3 separate regions of the Mus musculus genome follow, and regions 1 and 2 are each linked to region 3. A link is a contact called in public Hi-C data. All regions are on one chromosome and are shown on one strand. Each heading gives the region's core, a stretch centred on a gene start, on an enhancer-like site or on the middle of the called end of the contact. The rest is flanking DNA. Distances are from core to core; before and after follow the strand shown.

Region 1 (3,160 bases), core at 389-2,888, 440 kb before region 3:
GTGTCACAGAGCCCTTGTGCATGTGACGCTGGGTGATGCTACTCGCCTGCACTTAGATGCAGTGAGAAATCCAGCTGTCCAGAGGTGTATCCTGGGGTGTGTCATTCTCCTTGGCCATACATAGTACATGGTAGGATGCATGCACCTCTGAGACCCTCTGCCAATGTGGAGAGGCAGTGCTGCTGTTCAGGTCCAGTGCTGACATGTGAAAAGGGGCAGGCTACCAAGAAGCTTTGTGTTCCAGTCCACCAGAAATGCATAGTATCAAACTTTGTAGCCTTTAGAACTGAGAAAAGAGCCTGGTGCTAGTACAAGCCACTCGTGGTACTTTGTTGCAGTCTTTCTGCAAGCTTAGGAAGGCTTCTTTTTTGCCACATTTTTCATTTATTGATATTTTTTATATGAAGAAAATAATAGTCATTATAGACCGGTTAGGCTAATATGTAATTATCTATATTTACTACTCTTCTTTTATTGCTTGTGTGTGTGCTCATGTGTGTGCACATATGTGTGCATGGGTGTGTATGCATGTGTGCATGTGTGTTTATGTGTGTGCACATGTGTGTGTGTGCATGAGTATGCATGCATTCATGTGTGTGCTTGTTTGTGTACATTTGTATGCACAGATATGTATGCATATATGCATGTATGTTTGTGTGTGTGTTCATGTGTGTGCATGGGTATATATGCGCATGTGTGTGTGTGTGTGTGTGTGTGTGCTCGCATGTTTGTTTATGTGCTTGTATGTGCATGTGGAGGCTAGAGGGCAGCCTTGGCTGTCATTCCTCAGGTTATATCCATCTAGTTCTTTGAGACCAGGTCTCTCACTGGTCTATAACTTGCTAGGCTGGTGGCCAGCAAGTCCTAGGGATGTGTTTGCCTCCGCCTTCCCAGTGTTGAGATTACAAACACTCCACTTGCTTTTATTAGTATTATTTTTTTTAATGTAGGTTCTGGGGATTGAATGGCGGTCCTTGTGCTTGTAGGCAGACACTTTACTGACTGAGCCAACTCCCTTCCTTATCATATTACTTAAAGATAATGTCACGCTAATTTTAATCTTTATTTACCCAGTCTTCTTTTTTATTTACAAATGTACAGGGGATTTATTTTTTCTTTAAATCTGAGAGGCCGCACTTCTGAGCAGGTGGAAGGTTAGAAAAGCAAAGCATATGGACCCAGTCCTTTTCCATTCACTCAGATGGAATTCATGACACTTTGAAGCCTTTGCTTAAACCAGGCATGGCCATCCAGCAGAGAGGCCCTCCTGTTTGCAAGGAGCAGATGCTGGCAGATGTCTAGTGAGCTCAGCACTCGGCTGCAGCTTCTGTTCCACCCCCACGGTGCCCAGGAGATAAGATAAAATTGTTAGTACGTGAGATTTGTGACAGCCTCTGGGCTCCAGGACTTCCCATGTCTTTATCATCAGGTCTGTTTAGAAAGAAAAACATTTTGAGGTGTCCCCGCGGAACAGGGTTGTTTCAAAAGTGGCATATGGTGAAATGTTACACGAGCTTCAAGCAGCCTTGTCTGCATCTGACACTTTATAGGGAAAATGCTCTTGGCAGATGTAGTCCTTGAACTTGGCCTGCTGTCTGTCTGGCTGTTGTGTTAACTCTGTCTGCAGCTGAAGGCAGAGGGAACAGAAGTGACATACGAAGGCAGAGCCTGGTCCTGGAATGCTGCTGCCGCCAGGATGCTCAGCTTAGGTTCTCTCCCAAGGGGAACTGGGTTTGTCTCATTCTGCCAGGCTGGAGCCAGATCACACACATCCATAGTGTGTCTCCAGACACCCAGAATACTGTAGTGCAGTACTTGTTCTGGCAGGACTAGGAAATGTTAGAGGAAAAAAGTATCGCTGCCACTTAAACCTTTCAGATGGGCGTTCATCCGTTTTGGAGGCGGTGGAACTTCCAAGAGTGGAGGCTGAGTGAGAGTAAGCTAGGTCACTGGAGGCCTGCCATGAAGGGGATTGTGGGAGCACAGTTTCCAGGTATTACTCTTCTCCCCAGCACACTAAGGAGTAGATTGTTTCAGTGCACACTCTTGACGATACTATCTGGTACCCTCAACACAGGCTCAAGGCAACTGGGCCACCTAGAATTGTACTGGAGCTGTAAAAACATGAGCCCACCAACCCTTTTCTCTTTACAAGGTAAAGGGGGACCTATCAACTTCATTGTATTTACTAATACAAATGATGTGCACATTGTTTTTTTTTTTTTTTAACCCTAGGTGTTGACTGATGGTTAGATGGGTAAGTAATGTGGTTTTTACAATCAGTATACTGTCATTTGGTGATAGAAGAATGAAATTTCATCACCTTAAATACCGTGGATGGAAATTGGAGGATACTGTATCAAGTAAAATATGTTAGACACAGAAAAATGAAGCCAATCCGGAGAAGTAGAGAGCAGGATTTGGGGGTGGGGGCTCTCACAAGTACCATGGCTGGCAGAGTAATGAACCACACAAGACAAGGAGACTTGGCTCATCACAACTTATTTATTTGGTGTTGGTTCAAGCTTCTAGAGTCTGACCCTAAGTGGCCATTTAGATTAGTACAACTTTGGGCAAAACGTTTCCTTGTAACAATTATCACCACAAGGCATAGCTATGTCCAAACTCCTTTGCAAAGCACATGGGCATGAGAAGGGGCTCTGTTGACTGAGAAACAATGCTCAGTAGTCCAGGAAGAGGCTAGGGTAAGTGTAATTGTCTGGGGGATTCATGAGGCCAGGCCCTACTTATAGTGAAGATCACCATTCCCAGTTTTCCTGGTGGAAACAGGTATAAATCCTTCTGTGTTACATGTTAGCACAACATCCTCATGCCCTCTAGATAGAACATTGGTCAGCCGAGTTTGCTAAGTAGAGGAGGAGTTGAGAGGATGCCAAAGGTGTTCAATGTACATAAAGACGAGGTTGGATAGGAACAATGACTTCTAACGCTCTACAGCACAGTAAAATTAATTGCATTTTTCAAAATAGTCAGCAGAGAGGATTTTAAATGTTTCCACATACAACAAATAATAGCTGCTTGATGTGATAAATGAACTAATTTCTCTCATGTGGCCATTATATGTTGCATATATGTATTGAAATGTAACACTAGGGCTCCCCAGAGATTATTAAGCAATTTAACCAGAAAACCAAAGAAG
Region 2 (2,734 bases), core at 107-2,606, 270 kb before region 3:
GAAATCCTGTGTAGCAACTAGAACTTGTTCAGAATCCTGAATCGTGCAATCTAAACAGACAATGTTGGCCAGACAAGAGCATCCTGGGTAGAAACAAGGAATGGAGGTATTGTACACTAGAGTTGGAAATCGTGTTTGGAACTAGGGAGATCTTAAAGGTTATATTTCAGATTGGAGACATAAATTCCACAGTTAATGGCTATATTTCAGATTGGAGACATAAATTCTATAGTTAATGTGATGTATTATGTATTGGGAAAATCCTATAAGGGACTAATTTAAATAACCTCATCATTAAAAAAAAAACAGTTGTCTAAGGTAATATATTAGTTAACTTGATTTATCCATTTTCCTTTCTTATTTTTAAAAGTAAGTGTATACCTGTTTGTGGGTATGCACATATAAGTATAGGTACCCACAGAGACCAGAGGTATCTGCCTGTGCCCGCTGAGAGATGGAGTATGAGTGCTTGTCAGCCACCTGACATAGGTGCTGGGAACCACATGTATGTCCCCTGCAAGAGTAGTACATGCTCTTAACCCCTGAACCATCTCTTCAGCTCTATATAAATATGTATTTAAAACACCATGCTATCAATGATACATTGCTATAATTGTCACTTCTTTAATGTATTAATATTCATTAAAATTTCTAAAGTTTGAGGACAGAGATGGTAATCAAATTGGTGCATGTTTCTGAGTAGTAACCACAGGCAGAGGGAGGGGCAGAGTTTGAAAGGCAAAGAAAGATGGTGGCTCAATTGTGAATAGTATTGCCTGTGTCCTGTTGGTACAAGGAATCGCCTGGTGAGCATAAAAGGGCACCGAGAGCAAGAGCTGGCCACCTGTCCAGGAAGCAGCAAGTAGCATTCACAGAACAGCTATGATTAGCTGCAAAAATTGGCAGTACAGAAGGGCTGACACACACAAAAAAATAAAAGCATTCTCAAGTCAAGATTCTATCTTTAAAGCTATTTCAAAAAGGTGCTTGGGTTTGGGTCCTTGTGCCCATGGACCTATTTTATTCTTGGAATCTTTCCCTTTAGGGTCAAGAGCTGTGTCCTTGGATCTCCTTGATTCAAAGATTATCATCTTCCTCCTTCTTGGAAATCTTTTCATTTCCTGCTTCTTTTTGAGGGACTTATATAGAAGATAAGTGGAAGCAGGAAGCTGGAGTAAAGGAAATTTAAAAATGAGAGTCAAAATATCTTAAATGAAACTTGTTCCATGTTGGGGGGTCAGAAGTGTCTAGGTTCTACCTGCTGGGGTGTCCATCAAGACCATAACCAAGGTTACTGTTGGTGCTGCCTAACATGATCAGGACACACCAGGCTTAGTAAGCTGGCTTCTGACATGTGGCCTCTGTCATTAGATGGAGTACTTGTCCCATCAGGTGTGGAAATGGAAGATGATGGAGAAAGAGCTCAGCAAACAACTCAAAAGGAGCTGATATTTTTGCTTATTTCTTCCATCAAACACTTGTCTGTTTTTCTACCCAAAAGAAAGGCAAAGAGGACCAGAAACAAAACAAAATAAATAGATAAAATTCAAAACAATGTAAGTAAGAAAGTGAAACCTCAGGTCCAAAACATGGTAAGAAATGTGTATCTGTGTGTATGTGTGTATCTGTGTGTCTATGCATGTGTGTGTGTGTGTGTCTGTGTATCTGTGTGTGTGTGTGTATCTGTGTGTCTATGCATGTGTGTGTGCCTATGTATCTGTGTGTGTGTGTGTCTGTGTATCTGTGTGTCTATGCATGTGTGTGTGCACATGCTTGTGTATCTGTCTGTCTACTGTCAGTAGAGTGGTAGAAATAACAAGGGCTACAGGTTTGCCCAGAGGTAAGGCAAACAAAGTAACAGCAGACTACCAGGAAAGCAAGATGACTCCACTTTTAAGTCACCTAAAAGAACTTCCTAGAATGAGATCAGAAGCCCTAGCTGCATCGTGGAGGCTGTCTCCATTGCAGCGACACCAGCTGCTGCACTCAGTGCCCTGCCAGAGTGAATGTCTACAGGTTTAGATGAGCTCTGCTGGTGTGTTTGCTTGGGGACAAATGGTGATTTAAAGTAAGATGATTGTCTGGCCACCCAGGTTGGACTTGATGCTCTCAGTCTCTTGTTAATAAGGACATCCTGAGGAAGCTCCAGTCTATCTAGGTCTCATTCTTTGTAGATCCCAGATATCTAGAGAAGAGTTCATGCATGGTTTCACCAGCACCACCTGCTACATTCAAGGCTCAACACCTATACCAGCATGGTTTTCAGATATGGAATTCAGAAACTACTCAGAATTCAGAATTTCTCCTAAGCCCCATCCTCCCAGCAACGCACTCCAGTATTAAGTCACTCTCTGGATTTTGTTGGGCAGCTGACTAGAGTTAACTTGAGTTGCCTTTCCCCTTTACTACCCCTTGAGTTCCTCATGGACTCCTTTCTGGGCTGGTCTACAATCTCTGGTCTAGTCACAGTCCACCCAAATGCAGAACTTTTCTTCCTAACCTTCTCCCAGGGATCCAGCATGTTGTATTATTTCATTTTGTGCCTATCCAGGCTTATCCTGTGTTTACCCATCTTCTTCTTGGGGGCAGTGTCAGGAGAAGGTCTACCTCAGCACTGGGCCTGGAATGCTGTGGACAAACCTACCAGAGGCTGGCTGCCTGCCTGCTTTGACTTCCAAGAATCGCTTACCTCCAATTCCCATGGACCCTGCTCATCTCCGGGCATGGCCTCTGT
Region 3 (2,718 bases), core at 59-2,558:
ACTGTACCGTGGAGCACCTTTAACAACTGAGCCTGAATCACTAGCATGAGTTAACAGATTACAAATGGAGCAGAGCCTCATTCAACCTATGGACAGTCTGAGCAGAACACAAAAGCTGGGGAAGGGAGCATTCTCTGTCTCTCTCTGTCTCTCTGTTTCTCACCCCCCGTCTCTGTCTCCCTGTCTGTCTCTCCCCCTCCCTCTCCCTCCTCCCTACCTCTCCCTCTCCTCTCTCTCTCCCTCCCCTTTTCCCTTTCCCTCGGCCTCTTTGAAATCAGCTGGGAAATCAGTCTCTGAATATTGATGAGAATAGACAATAACAGCTGGGCCAGAAGCACACCGTCGGTTCTCCAGGGTTTCCAGTTTGCCTCCTGTGTACATTAGGATTTAGCCTCTGTAAGTACAACACACACACACACACACACACACACACACACACACACACACACATTTATGGAGAGAAAGAGACACAAATAAATAACCTATCTCTTTACCGTGTGTGTATTTTCATATTATTCCTGGAACATACACTCAATGTATCTTGAACATGTCAATACTAATTTATCTGTATATAGCATATATATCTTGAATGTATGCCAATATCATATAAGTCTATCAGTCTATCTTCCATCCCTCTGTCCATTTCCTCTTGTTTTCCCTATCCGTGGAACTCTGAATACTGCATACACCCGGGAAAATCTTTGAGAACATGACATTTATGCTGAGCTCTGAAGATTATAATAAAAAAAGGAGCCAGAAAAATAATTCTAGCAAAATGGGAATGTGACAATAAAGCCGGAGGCGGGAAGAACCAGCGCACAGGCAATTATCGGGAAACTAGACTAGAGAGGGAAGCAGAGCCCAGGCAAGGAAGGAGCTTGAAGCCTGCTCCTGAAAGTGTCAAAAAGCTGAACACCCGGCTTTCAGTAAATGTCTGTTTGACAAAATGAGTTCCTGGTAAGTAATTTCCAAAACAGCGAGAGCAGTCCTCAGACTCTGGAACAAACACACGACTGTTTTTATCCCCATTCTTTGATGGTTTTCACAGAGGTGAGCGTGCTGGAAGGGGAGGAAGCTGATAAAAGCTGGCCGCATCCTCTCAGACCATTGGAGGACAGGAAGATGGGAGAGCAGCCTTCCGCCTCGCCAGGCGTTCCCTAACATTTTATCAGTTTGGCGGGTTTTGTCTGCATTTTGCAGAACATGCAGGCAGTGGTGATGATCCCTTTTATCTAATATCCTCAGCAGAGGTCACAGGCTTAACAGGAACCGGGAAACTCCTCCCGGCAAGCCAGTCCCGGCTCTGCACAAGAGCGCCCTCTTCTGTGCAGTCACAGACTGGCCCTCGGAGGAAGGTTGAAAGGACCCGTCAGGCAGGCCAGGGGCCCCAGTGAGCCCACAATCTGGTAGTCAGAGGAGTTAAAGGGCGTCCTTATGGACCGCCTTTACCCCACGGAGGTGCGCACATTCAGGATCCTTCTAGAATTAGCCATGAGAGTGAAAGGGGTGAAGAGATTGAGTTCAGGCCACTTCCTGAAAAGAGAAAGGAAGCGCTTTCCAGCTGGGGAGAATCTACTTCCTGGTTCAACAGGAGAAATGGAAAAGGATGGATACCCAGATACAGTCCTGTCAGAATCCATGGTCAGAGGGATGCACAGAAGTGAACAAGGAGGGGTAGGCCGACATGTGCCCTGTGCCGACAGAGATGGGGGAGGTCAGCATGTCTGCAGCCAGCCCTGGAGTCACATAGATGAGGAAACTGGACCTCTGGGACAATTCAACACCTGCTGCCTGCAGTGTTTCTTGCCTTCTCACTCCTGTGAACCCCTCTCTGCTCCCCAAAGACTTTCACCTCCACTTTCACATCATCAGTACATATATGGTTCTATGTGCCTGCCACACGAAGAACCCACATATGGAAGAAAACGTGTGTTGTTTGGTCTAGAACACACCATCAGATCCTCAAAATAATCATGCCAATCAAATAGGCTAGATATATACTCCCAGTGTGTTCAAAGAACTGAAGCCCAGAGACGCGAGCGATTTCTCCGCAGACACACAGCAAATACAAGAACTAAGAGAAGCACGTTGTTAAGGAAATGCACGTGTCATCCTGTTAGAGACAAATCTGAGCAGCAGGAGGGAGCCAATGGTCATTATAGATGTTGCTGAGGGGACAATGCAGATTTTAGTGACTGTTAAGGCTTGGGTTTGGAAGGCTCACAGTCACTTCCGTTACTGTTCAGGTCTTTAAGCTAAGACAACAGTGTGAGTGTGGGTCTGGAGAGGTCAGATCTCACTGTCATTCCTCTGATGTCATACACCTGGTTTTGAGACATCTCACTGGCCTGGAACTTATCAGGGAGGTAAGGTTGGCTGGTGCTGGAAACCTGTGGTTCTGCCTGCTTCCACCTTCCCAAACCCCAGGGTCTGCCTGTCTCTATCTCCTCAATCCCCAGGACTCTGCCTGTCTCCTCTCCAGCAGACATCGCAGGCAGACACCACCATGCCTGGCTTTTTATATGGGCTCTGAGGGGTTGAACTTAATCCTCATGCTTATAAGGCAAGCAAGCCCTTTACTGACATCGCGGTTGGCTGCTGCACCAGCTCAGTCAGAGCACCTACACTGCACGGTTGCAAAGGCCTTTGACTCTTCCCAGAGTGTCACAGCCAGTGGGATTGCTCGGGATAAGCAGAAGGCAGAGAAAGAAACACCGA

Evidence for each region. Hi-C and Micro-C count contacts between places; a contact is called where the count stands out from the background.
Region 1: a contact with region 3 is called in a Hi-C map of the N1E-115 cell line, with 4 times the contacts expected there. The contact joins two enhancer-like sites. A contact is called at or near these places in 3 of 15 datasets of contacts at CTCF or cohesin (the NIH/3T3 cell line, large pre-B cells and pro-B cells), 6 of 484 Hi-C or Micro-C datasets (CD8 T cells, the N1E-115 cell line, bone marrow-derived macrophages and 3 more) and 3 of 115 datasets of contacts at active chromatin or transcription factors (astrocytes, neural progenitor cells and stem cell-derived neural progenitor cells).
Region 2: a Hi-C map of the N1E-115 cell line shows a contact between it and region 3, with 4 times the contacts expected there. The contact joins two enhancer-like sites. A contact is called at or near these places in 6 of 484 Hi-C or Micro-C datasets (CD4 T cells, the HL-1 cell line, the N1E-115 cell line and 3 more).

The regions. Positions count from the first base shown.
Region 1 is chr1:183,792,688-183,795,847 of GRCm38.p6, forward strand. All of the region lies in intron 2 of Gm34068 (predicted gene, 34068), which reads left to right. Among named protein-coding and RNA genes, the nearest start is that of Gm34068, 45 kb to the left of the region's middle. Within about 2 kb of position 1,639, at least 16 of the 459 cell types and tissues checked have an H3K27ac peak or open chromatin away from gene starts, as enhancers often do. A contact at or near this core is called in the N1E-115 cell line, where this site is marked.
Region 2 is chr1:183,960,740-183,963,473 of GRCm38.p6, forward strand. No RefSeq gene overlaps it. Among named protein-coding and RNA genes, the nearest start is that of Gm34130, 25 kb to the left of the region's middle. Within about 2 kb of position 1,357, at least 15 of the 459 cell types and tissues checked have an H3K27ac peak or open chromatin away from gene starts, as enhancers often do. A contact at or near this core is called in Th2 cells, where this site is marked.
Region 3 is chr1:184,234,478-184,237,195 of GRCm38.p6, forward strand. No RefSeq gene overlaps it. Among named protein-coding and RNA genes, the nearest start is that of Gm34177, 94 kb to the right of the region's middle. Within about 2 kb of position 1,309, at least 58 of the 459 cell types and tissues checked have an H3K27ac peak or open chromatin away from gene starts, as enhancers often do. A contact at or near this core is called in the N1E-115 cell line and Th2 cells, where this site is marked.